Linked DNA regions of Hordeum vulgare: all the other regions are linked to region 1. Evidence: chromatin contacts called from public Hi-C data. All regions are on one chromosome and are shown on one strand. The core of a region is the stretch at or near the end of the contact, and the rest is flanking DNA. Distances in the headings are between cores, read along the strand shown.

Region 1 (3,425 bases), core at 540-3,039:
AATTTAAGATGGCAATTTGTGTGGTGGACTGCATGCCAGCACTTCATGTTCCGTTTATCTACACGCATTTTCCGTTTAATTGTTTTATTGTTGCAGTGGCACTTTAATTGTCAAGCTATATCTGCATTAGTTCTGTGTATACTGAACTTGAATGGCATGTGCAGTGTCGAGATCGTCATGGCCTTTGAGGAAGAGTTCAGCTTCGAAATCCCCGACAATGAGGCAGAGAAGATCGATTCCATCAAATCAGCAGTTGACTTCATCACATCGCATCCTCAAGCAAAGTAAGATTTGCTTGCAGGAGTTTCTTGGTTCCTCCTTTGACTTACACATTGTCTCGAGGATGAATGCAACCGAAAAAAGACATGTTTTTTATGTATTTGCCCAGTTGGTGAGAATGGTCTTAGTTTGCTCCGTTGATTTTTGGCAAGTCCTTGTTTTCTCCCCCCATCTACTGCAATAAATAATGATACACCATTTGGGTGTGGATCTGTGATTTTATTTGCTGGAGGTAACAGCACGACAGAGTTGTGATGCTGGATGTGCGCCTGTGCCCTGGCTCATGCTAATTTGTGGGGAATGAGAACTCAAATTTATGGAAGTACAGTCAGTACGAATGACCTGAATTTGCAATGTTACCACCGTACCTAAAAGTTTGTGCTTTTGAAAATTTAGGCTATGGCAGCCAGGTTACAAGGGTGGGAGAAAAACAACAATCCAAACGGAAGCTGGGAAGCGGAATGGAAATACAATCATGACATGTATTCTGATTGTAGGCTAGTATAATACAAGTGTAAAATATTACAAGTGTAGAAAAAAACAACGTTCCAAACGCAGCCTTATATATGTGTGCAGCTTTGTCTACAAGGGATGGTGCGCCGCTTGCAAAAATTGTGTGGCCTTACCCATATGATCATGAAGGTAGACCGACCAGAGATGGTTGATCTTTAAAACACTCGTCACAATTCTCGTTCGGTTATGTCTCTTATTTTTTTCACAATTGAAGAGCTAGCTAGATATTTTCTATTATTTGACATTTAACATGTAAATCTTTCAATGAATGTTCCAGCGCATCTTTGCGCCAAGCGCGCTTGCATACTGAACGTGGCCAAGAGGTAGCACGATGAGACTCCTGGTTCCCTAGTGACAAGTCTTGCCTAATTGTACGAGAGATGCCTTTGTTTGAATAAAGCTTTCCAAATTGGCCGAAGAAAAAAGAAATGCGAACTACAGTGCAGCTTTCGGCCTAACAGTGGAACAGTCGGTTCCACGTGTTTATACTCGGCCTCACGAGGTCAGACAGCAGTGCACGTACTCCCAACACAAAAGCATCGGCCTGACGTGTTTGTTTTTAGAGATTTTTTGATGTAAGGACTAAAAGAAAGTCTAAAAAAATCTCATGTGAAACAAATAGGAGGAATTTTTAGGAACTAAAAGGGGTATTTGAGACTATTTGGAAAAGTCCCTGTGGAGGGTCTTTTTGACTTTTTTGACACTTTTTTCAACAATGTACCTACTTTTAACATGTCATTGGGTAACATCGTCTTTTTGCATGTCATTTAATGACTTCTAGTCCCTATTTAGTCGTTGGAAACAAATGGATAGGGACTAGAGACTTTTAAGTTAGGATTAAAAAAAGTCCCGGAGTTCTCAAACAAACAGGCATGATTAACGAGACGCAGCTGCAGTAACAGCGGTGGTTACCAGCCGCTTTTACAGAAAAGCAGCAAGCCTAAGCCAACTTAAACCCCGAAATAAACAAGCGAGGAAACGAAAATAAAACGGGCTTTGCTGTCCCTTTCCTCCTCCTTCTTAAGCAGCAGCGCCTTCCTCCTGCTCCTCCTCCCCCTCAGCCCCCACGCATACGCACCGTGCAGCGGGAGCAGAGCGCCGCAGCGTCACCTCGGACCACCGAGGGCTGCTGGCAGGCAGGGGGGGGAGCTCAAAAGGCAAACAAGACTCTCTCTCTCTCTGCTTTCTCCCCGTTTGAGGTTTGACCTCTCCTCCAGCTCCAGAGGCCCCCCGCAAGTCTCTCGCGACGACCGTCGCCGGCAATGGCGGCCGCCTCGGAGGAGTCCGTCAAGCAGTTCTCCGCGCTCATGGAGCAGCGTGAGTCATCTCTTGCTCCTCCCTTTTCCATCGTTCGTTTCAGGGAAGGGAATGGAATGAAAGCGGGCCTTTCTTCCCTCTTTCCATTGTTCTTGCTTCGCTGAGATGCGCCCTTGCTTTCCTGCAGTGGAGGAGCCGCTCAAGACCACATTCCAGGTGCCGATCTGCTCCGCCGTCCGCCCTTGCTGGATCTCTCTTCACTCTGCTGCATATTTTTTCCCTGTTTTGGTGCTGACGTCGCCGGACATGCGTCGGTCGTAGCTGAATTACGTCTAGATTGTGCCTCTGTTGTCGTGTGCCGGTTTCCATTCCCGGTGGATTTTTGGGGTTGCTTGCCGCGCGGCCTTCTCGTTTCGCTCGGTTCGTCCTTAGGCAGATTCGCTGGCTTCGTAGCAGCTGGTTAATGTTTGGATCTTGCAACTTGTCTTCCTCTCCAGAGCTCAGCCGAGGTTTCGATTAGCCTTGTTCTTGCTTCAAAATTTCGATCAAATCCGAGAGATTTTCTTTGCCATGTGACTTTCTCTTAGCTCATTCCTTGCTCCCGTTCGTAAGAAAAACATCTTGTCCCGCCACTTGTTAGCAGATGATGAAACGTTTTGGATCTTCAACAGCTTATTATACTTTGTGATTCCGAGCTTAATTGTGCTTCTGGTTCTGTTTCTTGCTTCAAATTCTCTTATTAGTTCTTATCATGTCACTTCGGTGTTTTTAGCAAGGACCCTTTCCTTTCCCCCACCCATACAGCTGACGTTTGTGTGCCCTTCGTCACCATGATAGAGATCCGTAGCTAAACTATGCTTTCGGATCACTTCTTATTTCATTTTTTTATTCGCGTCAGTGGCATGGAGACATTTTTCTTTCCTTCTCATTAGATGTGGGAGGCGCCAGCACTTTCCTCGATCTAAAAAAGCACCACTACTTCCGTTAGGTCCTAATTGCGATTTCGGTACTTATGCTATGGACGGGAAGAAGAAGAAGAAGAAGAAAAAAAGAACGAAAGAAAGCAGCTTTGGTACATCAGACACAACTGTTTTGTCGGTGCGGCGCCTCCCATGTTCGTTGTTTGGAGCTCCAACGCTGTTTTCCTTTGTATTCAAGTCGTGCCTGCCGGCTTGCTGGAGTGTTGCTTCCAAGCACGCTACTAGAATGGACAAAGACCTTGCGAGGTCAAGCACGCCACGAGCCCATGATCGCACTGGTAGGAGAGCTAGCTAAACTGTGCAGTCTGCACCGTTTACTACTCCACACGCGAGGACTAAACTAAACTTTGGCTACCATACGTATCCAGGCAGCGTGTGGAGCTAAGCGGGCGCGAG
Region 2 (3,425 bases), core at 604-3,103, 500 kb after region 1:
CTCATCTCCCTCTCTGCTAACAGAGAGACAGAGAACTCCTCCCTGCTCCAACTCAACATAGAAGAACATAAACTTCAATCCCTCCTACCGGAGTCTACCGTCGACGGATCGTGGCCTCGTTTGCCGGAACGGAACCGGGGCGGCGAGGAGAACGACATGGTGGGACGAGCCCGAGGAGGGGCTCACCGACGGTGACGAGACGGCCGGATGAAGCCGGAGTTCGCACGAAGGTGAAGGTGACGACGGTGACGCGGTTCCGGTGAAGACGGGCGTGCCGGCGAGGAGGAGCCGGCCGGAGGTTCGCCGAGAGGGGCCCCGGTGAGGAGGGGCCCCCGGAGATGGAGCCGGCCGGAGTGGGTGAGGCCGGCAAGAGGGACCTCGAGGAGGCCGGGGCCCCCTGCCGGCGGGGTGGAGGCCGAGGGGGGGGGGGGGCGGCTCGCCGGCGGGAAGGAGGCAGGAGAGGGGCGCCGGCCGAGGTGGGGCGAGGTGGAGAGGAGGGTCGTGCGAGGGTCTGGTTAGGGAGCGGCCGGTGGGGGAACGGCTCGCCGGCGGGGGGGGGCTCGCCGGCCAGGGGAGGGAGATGGGGGATCGGCTCGCCGGCGGGGGGGAGGCGCGCCGGCCAGGGAGGGGGGCGACTGGAGGGGAGCCGAGGTGGGAGGCGAGGTGGGGAGGGATCTGGGGGAGTGGGGGGCTCGTGAGGGAGGGTCTCGGTGGGGGATCTGGCGTGGGGTGGGGGGTCTCGTGGGCAGGGAGTTACGGGAGAGATGGGAGGTGGGAGCGCTGTCGGTGGGGGGTGGGGCCGCGAGGGGAGCTTGGGAGGGTGGCGGCGCTAAGGGGGAGGGGAGGGAGTAGCGAGGGGCTCCCTCGCCAGGAGGTGGGAGGCGCTAGGGTTCGGCCGGTTGGGCCGGTGGGTGGCCCAGCTGGGCCGGGGGGTTGCTTTTTCTTTCTTTTTTTTGTTTTGTTTTGTTTTATTTTGCCTTTTCCCTTTTCTTTTATTTCTTTCTTTCATTATTTATTTTCTATTTGATTTTTCTTTTTAAATACTTTCTTTTACAATTTATTATACATACTTTTAATTCTTTCTTTCATATACATATTCTTTTATTATTTGTAATGAACTTGTAAAGTACTTTTCTTTTGCTTTCAAATTTTGGATCCGGACAGACTCGAATCAACGCGGGTCTGAGATGGGAATTCGATGACGTGGCATCATTAGCGGTTGATCACTGTAGCTTAACTACAATAATTACTGTAGCAAAAGTCGAGGATGTCACACCGCCCCCGCGCCCGCCATGGCCGCCGTCACGCCCCGCCCGCCCAGGCCGCCGTCGCGCCCCGCCCACCGTCCCGCCCGCCGCCGCGCCCACCGCGCCCGCCCCCGCGCCCGCCGCCCCTCCCCTTCCCTCTCCCTGCCGCAGAAGGAACTCGCCGCGGCGGCGCCGCGGCAGCAGCAGCGCACGAGCGCCAGCAGCCGGCGCGCGCGGTCCTGGCTATATACCGATTTTGAGAGTTGGGTTTGAGGTTTCTAGTCTTTGCCCCTGTTTTTCAACCCTTAAAAATGTCAAAAATGGGCAATTCTCGATCCTTAAAACTGATTTTTAGATTTAAGGGTTTTGAGGGTTGTACTCTAAGGACCGGGAAACGCGCCGTGGTCGCACGTGAGCTACTGACCTGGCCTTGCCTCGCGTCGTGTACCGTACTCCCGTAGCGCTACGTGTCCGCGCCAACAAATTTCTCGAAGCATTTCCGCTCCCCGCTTCTCACGCCACGTCGCACAAAGAGCAAAGCACACGCACGCGTTCACCCACCCACCTCGATACCCAGCGAGCCCACCCGCGGCCCACCTCGGCATTTCCTTTGTCGCCGTTGCTTTCCTCCACAAGCCGGCCGACGAAGCAACCAAGCCAGAGGCTGCCATTCATTCTCGTTCCAGAAAAGCCACTGCAAGCTTTGGCAGCACCGACGAGCGGGCGCAGATCCGGAGGCCACGCCCCCCCCCCCCCCCCCTTCTCGGTTCATCCCAGCCAAGGTGAGCCTCCCGCCCCGTCCCCCTCACGATCCATCGTTGGTTCGACCACGGAGCCATCCCCTTCGCGACGCGGTTGTCGATCGAACCCTCTCCGAGCAATTCGTCCCCGCATAGTCTCTCTCGGCTCGAGTGGAGTGGAGTGGAGTGGAGATCCGCCCTTCCGGAATCGGCTAGGGCTCTTCCTTCTCCTCGTACGATCCATCCGTAGCTCGCCTGGATTTGGGATCAGCGCCAAATTACTGTTGGTTGGTTGGTTGGTTGGTCTCTCCGTGTTCTCTGCCATGAACAAGGTGTACCAAAATACACGTGTCTCCGGAGATTCCCGTGGTCAGATCACGCCGTTTTCTGGGGAGGGAGGCATCCTGATGAACCGCCTAAACTGGATCGCATTGAAATGATTCATGTTCTGCTTTGCACTGCCACCGTGTGAAAGCCCATAATTACAGGTCCAGTTACAACTTCATAACTCTCTAACGAGCAATCACCCTATCAAATGCTTCTTTTCACCTAAGTTTAATTTTAGAAGGTTCATACTATCTGTTTACACCTTGTTCCTAGTTGACATCATCCACCTTCTCAATAAAAACGACACGCTTCCAGGCGTGTTGGAGGAATAAAAACATGCAAATACCTCTGCCAAAATCCCATTCTAACTGGCATTTTTTTGTGGTAGCCACGAAAGGATTCCGTTGCACTTTGCGCAAATCAGAGCCCAATGACATATTTATGGAAATAATAGTTTCACCAATTTTAATGATTGGTTCCTCAACAATCTTTTTTGTTGATATGATCCACTTACATGACGTATCTGGGATAGTAGTCATTAGTGAAGAAACAATAGTTATACAAACGATTACCTCCCTTTCACATCCTTGTGGTCAACATGGTTGCTTTCCTTTGAAGCAAACTGGAAACTTCCAAGTCTGTTTTGACTTGGCCTTCTATCTGATGTTGCTTCTGCAAATCACATTGTGACGTTTATGTGTTGTCTCTTCAGAAATATGCAGTACAGAACAAAATCTCTTAAGGAGCTATTGTAGTTTTTGGCAGATAAATGTGAGCTGATTATTTGATTGTATAATCGTTATCAATTATTAATATCATCAGTTAATAATATTGTTGTTAGACTTCATTATACCATTAAGAAACCGATGAAAGTATGAGAAACAAAAGAACTACTCATAATTCAAAATTATTATTTCATGTTAGCTTGTTTACATTGTAATTGCCCGTGCTAAAAGCAGAACAATTCAACATGCACTATGGTGTGGATCTGATCCATGAGCCAAGGAACTGTAGATGCTCTTAGTTCAAGTGCGCAGTCCAATCAAAGTATGCCTCTTGATGTTTATTTTGGTAGATTATAATATGTACCGATTCTCGACAAATTGGTAAC
Region 3 (3,425 bases), core at 426-2,925, 420 kb before region 1:
CAAAATAAATAAAGTATTTTGAATCCTATGCATTCATCAAAATGGCGCAAAGGCTAGGTCACGCCAACCACAAATCACACCAAAAAAAAGGGAGGTCCATGGACCAGAAGAACCCTTCCCAATGTACATTTACTCTTGCGCTGAAAAGTTCTCTGCGAGGCTTGCGTTTTGGCCTAAACATGTTGGATTGCCTAGTTTCTCTGTCAAGTACGCCCAGTGTGACGAGTAAATGGTTGGGGGTGACCTCGGGAACACCTCATGATAATCATGGAGGTTGAAGTCGAAAACTGGTTAACTCAAGTATTTGGATTCAGACAGAAGCATAATAAGACTGACCTTGTCGTTGGTATGACATATTAACTGAAATTTCACACTGACATCTTGGAGGTCTACCAACAGACCGTGGGCGTGAGCGACGTGTGCGCGTGAACACAAATCTAACCCAAATTTAGGCTAAAAATAGGTAAAAATGGACAATGAAACGAACATCGGCCCGTTTGCGTCGCCACGTGTGACCGTGCTTTTCATCCGCAAGGATAGAAACAAACACGGGAGGACGAATTATATCGCCTTGTTGGAGCTCTCCTTACCTCCTTGCGGGCTGGATTAATATTTTCGACAACCCCTAGCGCATGATGATAACTCCACAAATAGCCATGTCCCCTTTAAGTTACTTGAGATGTCACTGAGTGGATGACCCCACCATGCTTAACATAGGTGCTCCGTTATGAGTCAATTTTAGAATAGGGAAAGATTGTAGCCCAAACATGCCAACAAATTTTTCTACACAAAATTTCACTCGGTAATATATTTGACCAACAAGAACACCGAAACACCTATTTTTTTTTCTTATAGAAACTAAAGCAAGTTGTTCTACTATAATAAATGTTTTGTTGATTAGTACGTCGTCTTTTTTATATCAACACAAAGGAGCTCCCCGACTCCATCACTCAGAAAGAAGCGTAACACGAGGTCATGGGTAGACAAGTTCAAAACATGATCTGAAAGGCTCCATGAGATCAAAGGACTCAGTTCTTGAGCCAGCGAACAAAAGGTAATATTAGTACGTCATTTTAGCTTGGACATTTGAAAATAAGGAGTGAAGTGCAATGGCTTTGTGGAATGTAGAAAAGAGCCTTAATGAAATGGCAAAAGTATATCTGTCAATAATTTACTCATAGGAAATGTATGATATGTAATTGGACCCTATGTAATTTGCCTCTAAAATGTGCAATATTTTCTTGAGTTATTTTGTTTTTGATAATTTCTATCCTTTCCCTAGAGCATTGTGATTTTTTTAGACAATCTCGCGAATTAAATCATCACAATGTTTACACGGATGGATGGAAGATCTCTAGGATGACCTAACCAAACATGACGACCATCCCCGAAAAAGAGTGCATGTTTTGCTAAATGATTATGAGCCTCAAAATCACGATTCAGGAGATCGTTTTTTGTTTGTTTGAGAAATAGATCGTGATATTTTGTTGTTGTTGAGAAATGAGCACCGTGAAAATGGAATGCGAATTATAACTCGGACTCGACCTCAGCTTGGCCCACTTAGCTTCACTAACCCTAATACCCAGTTGGCCCAACAGGTCCACCGTTTCATTACACGGCCCATAACCTAGGTCCCTCCAGTATAAATTCGCACGCTTCCTCTCACGCACCCCGCCTCCAGAAAACCCTAGTCCCTCGCAGCCGCAGCGGCGCGCACACCTCTCCCTCCTTCGTGAAGACAACGCCGCCGGCGGCAAGAGCACAGGATGGCGACCGTCCCCGCTCCCGCAGCCGAGACCGCGGCCTCCACGGCGCGCACGGTCAAGGATGTGAACCCCCACGAGTTCGTCAAGGCCTACTCCGCGCACCTCAAGCGCTCCGGCAAGGTAACGCAACCCAGTTCTCGTTAGATCCGTCGCCAGGGCAGCTTCCTCTTGGGGATTTGTAGCAGGAGGCCTCCTCCCGTCAGGATCTTAGCGCCATGCCTTTCTGTTTCGTAAGAGGTCGACCGTATAATCTGTTCGTTTCCAAATGAATCCTGAGTACTCTAATAAATCCTCAATAGTACTGCTTCATTAGGTGCACGGCACCGCCTCGGTGAAGATTTCTTGCATCGTAGGGTTAGTTGTAGCTGTTCGAATTTTCGTGGATCACGATTCCTTTCCCCAGTTTTATCTCAGTTTCGTATGTCTTGCTAGTGTGCAAGATCGAGTGAGAGGACCTTAATATGTTGGTTTCGTTATTGCAGATGGTGGATTTCCTCTGTACTCTAGACATGGTTTTGTGTTTGTTGCCTGTCCACTGCCATATGCGAATGTTATTTAGCATGTGTCAATTATCTTATCTAATTTATTCCAGAGTGACCTAAACATATATCCTAAATATGGTTGTTGAGGGAGCATTTGATATTTCTTGGTATACATTTAACATGCCTTTATCATAGAAAGTGTGCCCACTGTAGTGTTTTGAGTAACTAAATACGATGATACTACATATGCACACACATTATGCAGTTTTGATTTGAGTGACTACATGTGATTCTACTGCAGATGCTCATTCCCTAGATGATTTATAAGAAAGTCATAGTATTTATTGCTTGTCCAGGTTACCTTCTTGCATTCTTAACACTGAAATTATATATGGTCATACAGATGGAGCTTCCCGAGTGGGTTGACATTGTCAAGACTGCAAGGTTCAAGGAGCTGCCGCCTACTGACGCTGACTGGTACTACATCAGGGCTGGTGAGTAAATCTGCCGTCCCTATCTGGTTGCATGGTCTATTTATTCACATGTAGTATTGATCTCCTTGCCACTCGCTAATTTTGATGTCATTTCAAATTGTCACAGCCTCGATGGCAAGGAAGATCTACCTGAGGCAGGGAATTGGGATTGGTGGATTCCAGAAGATCTATGGTGGCCGTCAGAGGAACGGTTCACGCCCCCCACACTTCTGCAAGAGCAGTGGTGCTGTTTCCCGCAACATCCTTCAGGAGTTGCAGAAGATGGGCATCATTGATGTCGACCCCAAGGGGTAATCTTGGCTTCCTTATGTTTCTGTGTTGGTATCATCAGTACTATTATTTGGGTGTTTGTTGCTTATCCTGTGTTTTGAATTTGTTCTGCAGTGGAAGGCTCATCACCTCCCAGGGAAGGCGTGATCTTGACCAGGTTGCTGGAACTGTTCCTGCTGAATTCTGATCAGTTGAAGTCCCATCTATGAAATTGTGTTCCGTAGTAGGATTTGGCTACAGTTTTGAATTATGATACCCTCCCTGTGTTTGTTATGCAAGACTTCGTTGAAGTAGATCGCATGCTATTATGGTACAATGGTTAATTGTCTGAGTTTTTAATTATCTGCCCGCCTGGGAGAATCTTTATGCTTTTGCGAGTTCTTGTGATAAAGTTCGATTTCTGTCCAGTGTGA
Region 4 (3,425 bases), core at 639-3,138, 300 kb before region 1:
GACTCTATATAGTCATACAGGACAAGTCGGTTATGTGTGGCTTAACCGTGGTCCCCCATGTATCGAGGAACTATTGCCTCTTAACTGTAACCCTATACCACTCGAATAAAAACTTTTTTTCTACAAAAAAACCAACCATGCCACTAAGATAAATTGCCCCCTTCATCCCATACGTATCAATCCCTACACCTAGTTCCGCTAATTTCTATCGCTCCGGTCGTCCTATGCATAGTTCTCTTAACATACAACTAACCCTATGATATGATGCATATACGTGTGCGCTTGTATGATGGGCACTAAAGTATAAAAAATAGATAAAACATGCAATTTTAACCAATCATGATCACCAATTAACCCATATGCCATTTTTTGTACCGAGGCATAATACAATATGAAAAATCATCGAATAATAATTTATAGTATCAAACACCATTTTCAAGTACAATATTACGACGAGTTGCGGGAGAGTGGACCGCTGAATAGAGAGGGGGACGATGATGAAGTTGTTGATGAAGACGACAGAGTTGATGGAGATGATCGCCGTGACGATGGTTCCCCCGACGGTGCTCCGACGCCACTAGGAGAGAGAGGGGGGGGGGAGGACCTCTCCTTCTTGCTCTTCCTTATGATTCCCCCTCTGGTCCATGGACTCCATGGCTCCGGTGGGCGAGAGCCTCTTCGAGATTGCATCTCTCTCTGTTTTTTTCTCTGTTTTCGTTCCTATTTTCTAGCCGAACACCATTTCTTTTATAGCCGAAGATCCGTAACTCCAATCGGGCTGAAATTTTGAGGTGACTTTTCGCCGTAAATTATTAGCTTTCTTGTGACGAAATAAGAGCTCCAGCCGGTTTAAGGGTTGGCCACGCGTGCCCATGGTGTGACCGGGAGGTGGCCACCCCCTACCCGTGTGGGGTCCTTGGGTGTCGTCTCACGTTGATTCCTTCGCCTAAAATTCTGTTAATTCTCATAAATATCCACAAAAATTTTCAGGTCATTCCGGCCCCGTGAAATTTTCACGTAAAAGCTCTAAAACAATAGAAAACATGAATTGTCCTTTAGCAGTGAGTTAATATGTTAGTCTAAATAAAAAATAATATAAAATGTTACCAAAATATGTACTAGTGATGTGATAATAGTATGTAACAAATAAATAAATAAATACATTTTACACATATCATCACACTGTTCCGCACCAACATAGAGTAATACTACTGACCTAGCAGCAAGAGTGTTGCTCTTTATGAAGGTGTGGTACTACCGCTACATACCCCAAAACTAATAAGTATGAAATAACAAAGGCTCTAGACTCTAGAGAATAGATTAAGAACTCTTCGAGAGCTAGAAAGACTATGCGGGTGCAAAATGGTTTGTCTAGGTAATGATTGCATTTAAACATTTCAAAGCGAACCTCTTCTTAATAATATAGTTTCCCTACAACCCAAAATTTTGTAACACCTTCTTTAGTATTTTCCTTTTAGAGCGCTATCTAATCGTCTTGCATAACTTGCGAATATACCCGTATTGTTCTGTATTGCTCAAGCAAAAGGTTAGATTACAACCGCATTTTCATGTACACCAAAATCACTTAGTAAGGGAAATGTTTTTTCATTGACATGTTGGTTCCGTGAAAAGAGACATTCTCATCAAGTAAATGATGAATTTGTTAGTTTTAACATGTTTTATCGGTTCAGTATCTCGTAGGCGTCCATGGAGATAAGATGCACGCTTACGAGGCAGGGAAGCTTATAATATTATAATATTTTATATGAAGAAAAATGTAAGATCCGGTAGACTGAAGGGGAAGGTCTTCACTGTCACTTAAGCCCGGCAAGTGGGGCCAGGCATACACTCAATCCGTCCCCTCAATCCATTTTCTTTTTTTGGTTGTCTTCTTTATTTCGTTTTTCTCGTTTTTAGGTTTCTCTCATCGATTTTCATTTCGTCCTCCCCCCTCCGCTGCCAGCCACCTCCCCCCCGAAGCCGAAGGAAGCGCCCCCCCTCGATCCCCTCCCCAGCCCCGCTGGCGGCGAGCTCTCTCCTACGGCGCGACGGCTAACCAGTAAGCAGACTCCACCCCACCCTCCGCCGGACTCCTCCCGCGAGGAGGGGATCCTCTCGATCTCAGCCAGATCCGTCCGGCTAATAATTCGGCAATTATTGGTTCCCGATTCGTCGGTTTCGCTAGGCGACCGACCCGCATCGCTTTCGCTGAATCTAATTCGGGGCGAACCCTTGTGATAGGTCTCGATTTCACCGCTCCGGCCGCTGATTGATCGGTCGACCGCGGCGGCGATGGGAGGAGGAGGGTCATGCCGGCGCCGTTAGGGGACAGCTTCTTGGTCGACTCCCTGTTGCGATGGCGTCCAAGGCCGTTGCCCAAGTAGTCGCTGACGAGCAATGCAGTAAAAGCGCCGCCGAGTCCTCCGAGGCCGCGCCTTCCAGGAGGCAGTCCGAAGAGCAAGTTGGCGGAGCAGGCAAATCGGGGCCTGCTTCACCGAGAGCAGCGGTCCCGCCAGGTGATGTGGCCGCGTCCAGCGGAGACAAAGAGCAAGATAAAGACTGCAGCTCCGTTGATGGCTCTGTGAAACTGGACGAAGACGAAGACGCCGAGAAGAGCTCGCTGCGAGGGAGCGTCAAGGATAGCTCGGTTTCTGCCAAGTTCAGCGACGGAGCAAGCAGCCTGACAAAGGCGAGCGGCAGCACCAAGGTCAGCGGCCACGCCGATTTGGTCCAGAGCGGGAAGAGCAGCGTTTACCGGGCCAGCGCTGGCAGTGATGTCAGTGATGATAGCACCTGCAGCAGTATATGCAGCAGTGCTAGCAAGCCTCACAAGTCCAATGATTCAAGGTGGGAGGCGATTCAGGTGATCCGAACCAAAGAAGGTTCGCTAGGATTGAGTCACTTCAGGCTGCTCAAGAGGCTTGGCTGTGGTGACATTGGCAGTGTTTACTTGTCAGAGCTTAGTGGCACGAAATGCTACTTTGCTATGAAGATCATGGACAAGGCATCTCTAGCTGGCCGCAAAAAGCTTCTCAGAGCCCAGACTGAAAGAGAGATACTGCAGTGCTTAGACCATCCTTTTCTTCCGACTTTGTACACGCACTTTGAGACTGATAAATTCTCATGCTTGGTGATGGAGTTTTGCCCTGGAGGAGACCTGCATACCCTAAGGCAGAAGCAGCCTGGGAAGTATTTCCCCGAGCAAGCTGCCAAGTAAGTGTCTTCTCTCTTTATTTATTTATTTTACTGATAGATATGCAAATGCTATCACACTCATGATTGACCAATTCTTTCCAGTTCTTATAAATCATCCAGTTGTGTACTAATACAACTGGTTCAGTACTATAAATGAAGCTCTTTCAACTTTCAAGATGTGGTGATACATTATATCTTTTTTCTTATTGTTCAATTGTTGAAGAAATGCT

The links. Hi-C and Micro-C count contacts between places; a contact is called where the count stands out from the background.
Region 2: a contact with region 1 is called in a Hi-C map of leaf, with 5 times the contacts expected there. The contact joins the promoter of LOC123398509 here to the promoter of LOC123399773 in region 1. A contact is called at or near these places in 4 of 6 Hi-C or Micro-C datasets (leaf, seedling and an unstated tissue) and 1 of 1 datasets of contacts at active chromatin or transcription factors (embryo).
Region 3: a Hi-C map of seedling shows a contact between it and region 1, with 3 times the contacts expected there. The contact joins the promoter of LOC123452316 here to the promoter of LOC123399773 in region 1. A contact is called at or near these places in 2 of 6 Hi-C or Micro-C datasets (leaf and seedling).
Region 4: a contact with region 1 is called in a Hi-C map of leaf, with 4 times the contacts expected there. The contact joins the promoter of LOC123452031 here to the promoter of LOC123399773 in region 1. A contact is called at or near these places in 5 of 6 Hi-C or Micro-C datasets (leaf and an unstated tissue) and 1 of 1 datasets of contacts at active chromatin or transcription factors (embryo).

What each region holds. Positions count from the first base shown.
Region 1 is chr5H:365,810,024-365,813,448 of MorexV3_pseudomolecules_assembly, reverse strand. LOC123399773 (SEC14 cytosolic factor-like) reads left to right here and starts at 1,789. Exons shown (of 11, transcript XM_045094156.1): 1 at 1,789-2,109; 2 at 2,237-2,265. The coding sequence starts at 2,055.
Region 2 is chr5H:365,306,325-365,309,749 of MorexV3_pseudomolecules_assembly, reverse strand. It overlaps LOC123398509 (long chain acyl-CoA synthetase 8-like), which reads left to right and starts at 1,853. Exons shown (of 12, transcript XM_045092970.1): 1 at 1,853-2,029.
Region 3 is chr5H:366,227,505-366,230,929 of MorexV3_pseudomolecules_assembly, reverse strand. It overlaps LOC123452316 (40S ribosomal protein S19), which reads left to right and starts at 1,675. Exons shown (of 4, transcript XM_045128959.1): 1 at 1,675-1,886; 2 at 2,652-2,742; 3 at 2,849-3,032; 4 at 3,127-3,384. The coding sequence starts at 1,767. The coding sequence ends at 3,199.
Region 4 is chr5H:366,109,295-366,112,719 of MorexV3_pseudomolecules_assembly, reverse strand. It overlaps LOC123452031 (serine/threonine-protein kinase D6PK-like), which reads left to right and starts at 1,888. Exons shown (of 3, transcript XM_045128602.1): 1 at 1,888-2,059; 2 at 2,242-3,213. The coding sequence starts at 2,357.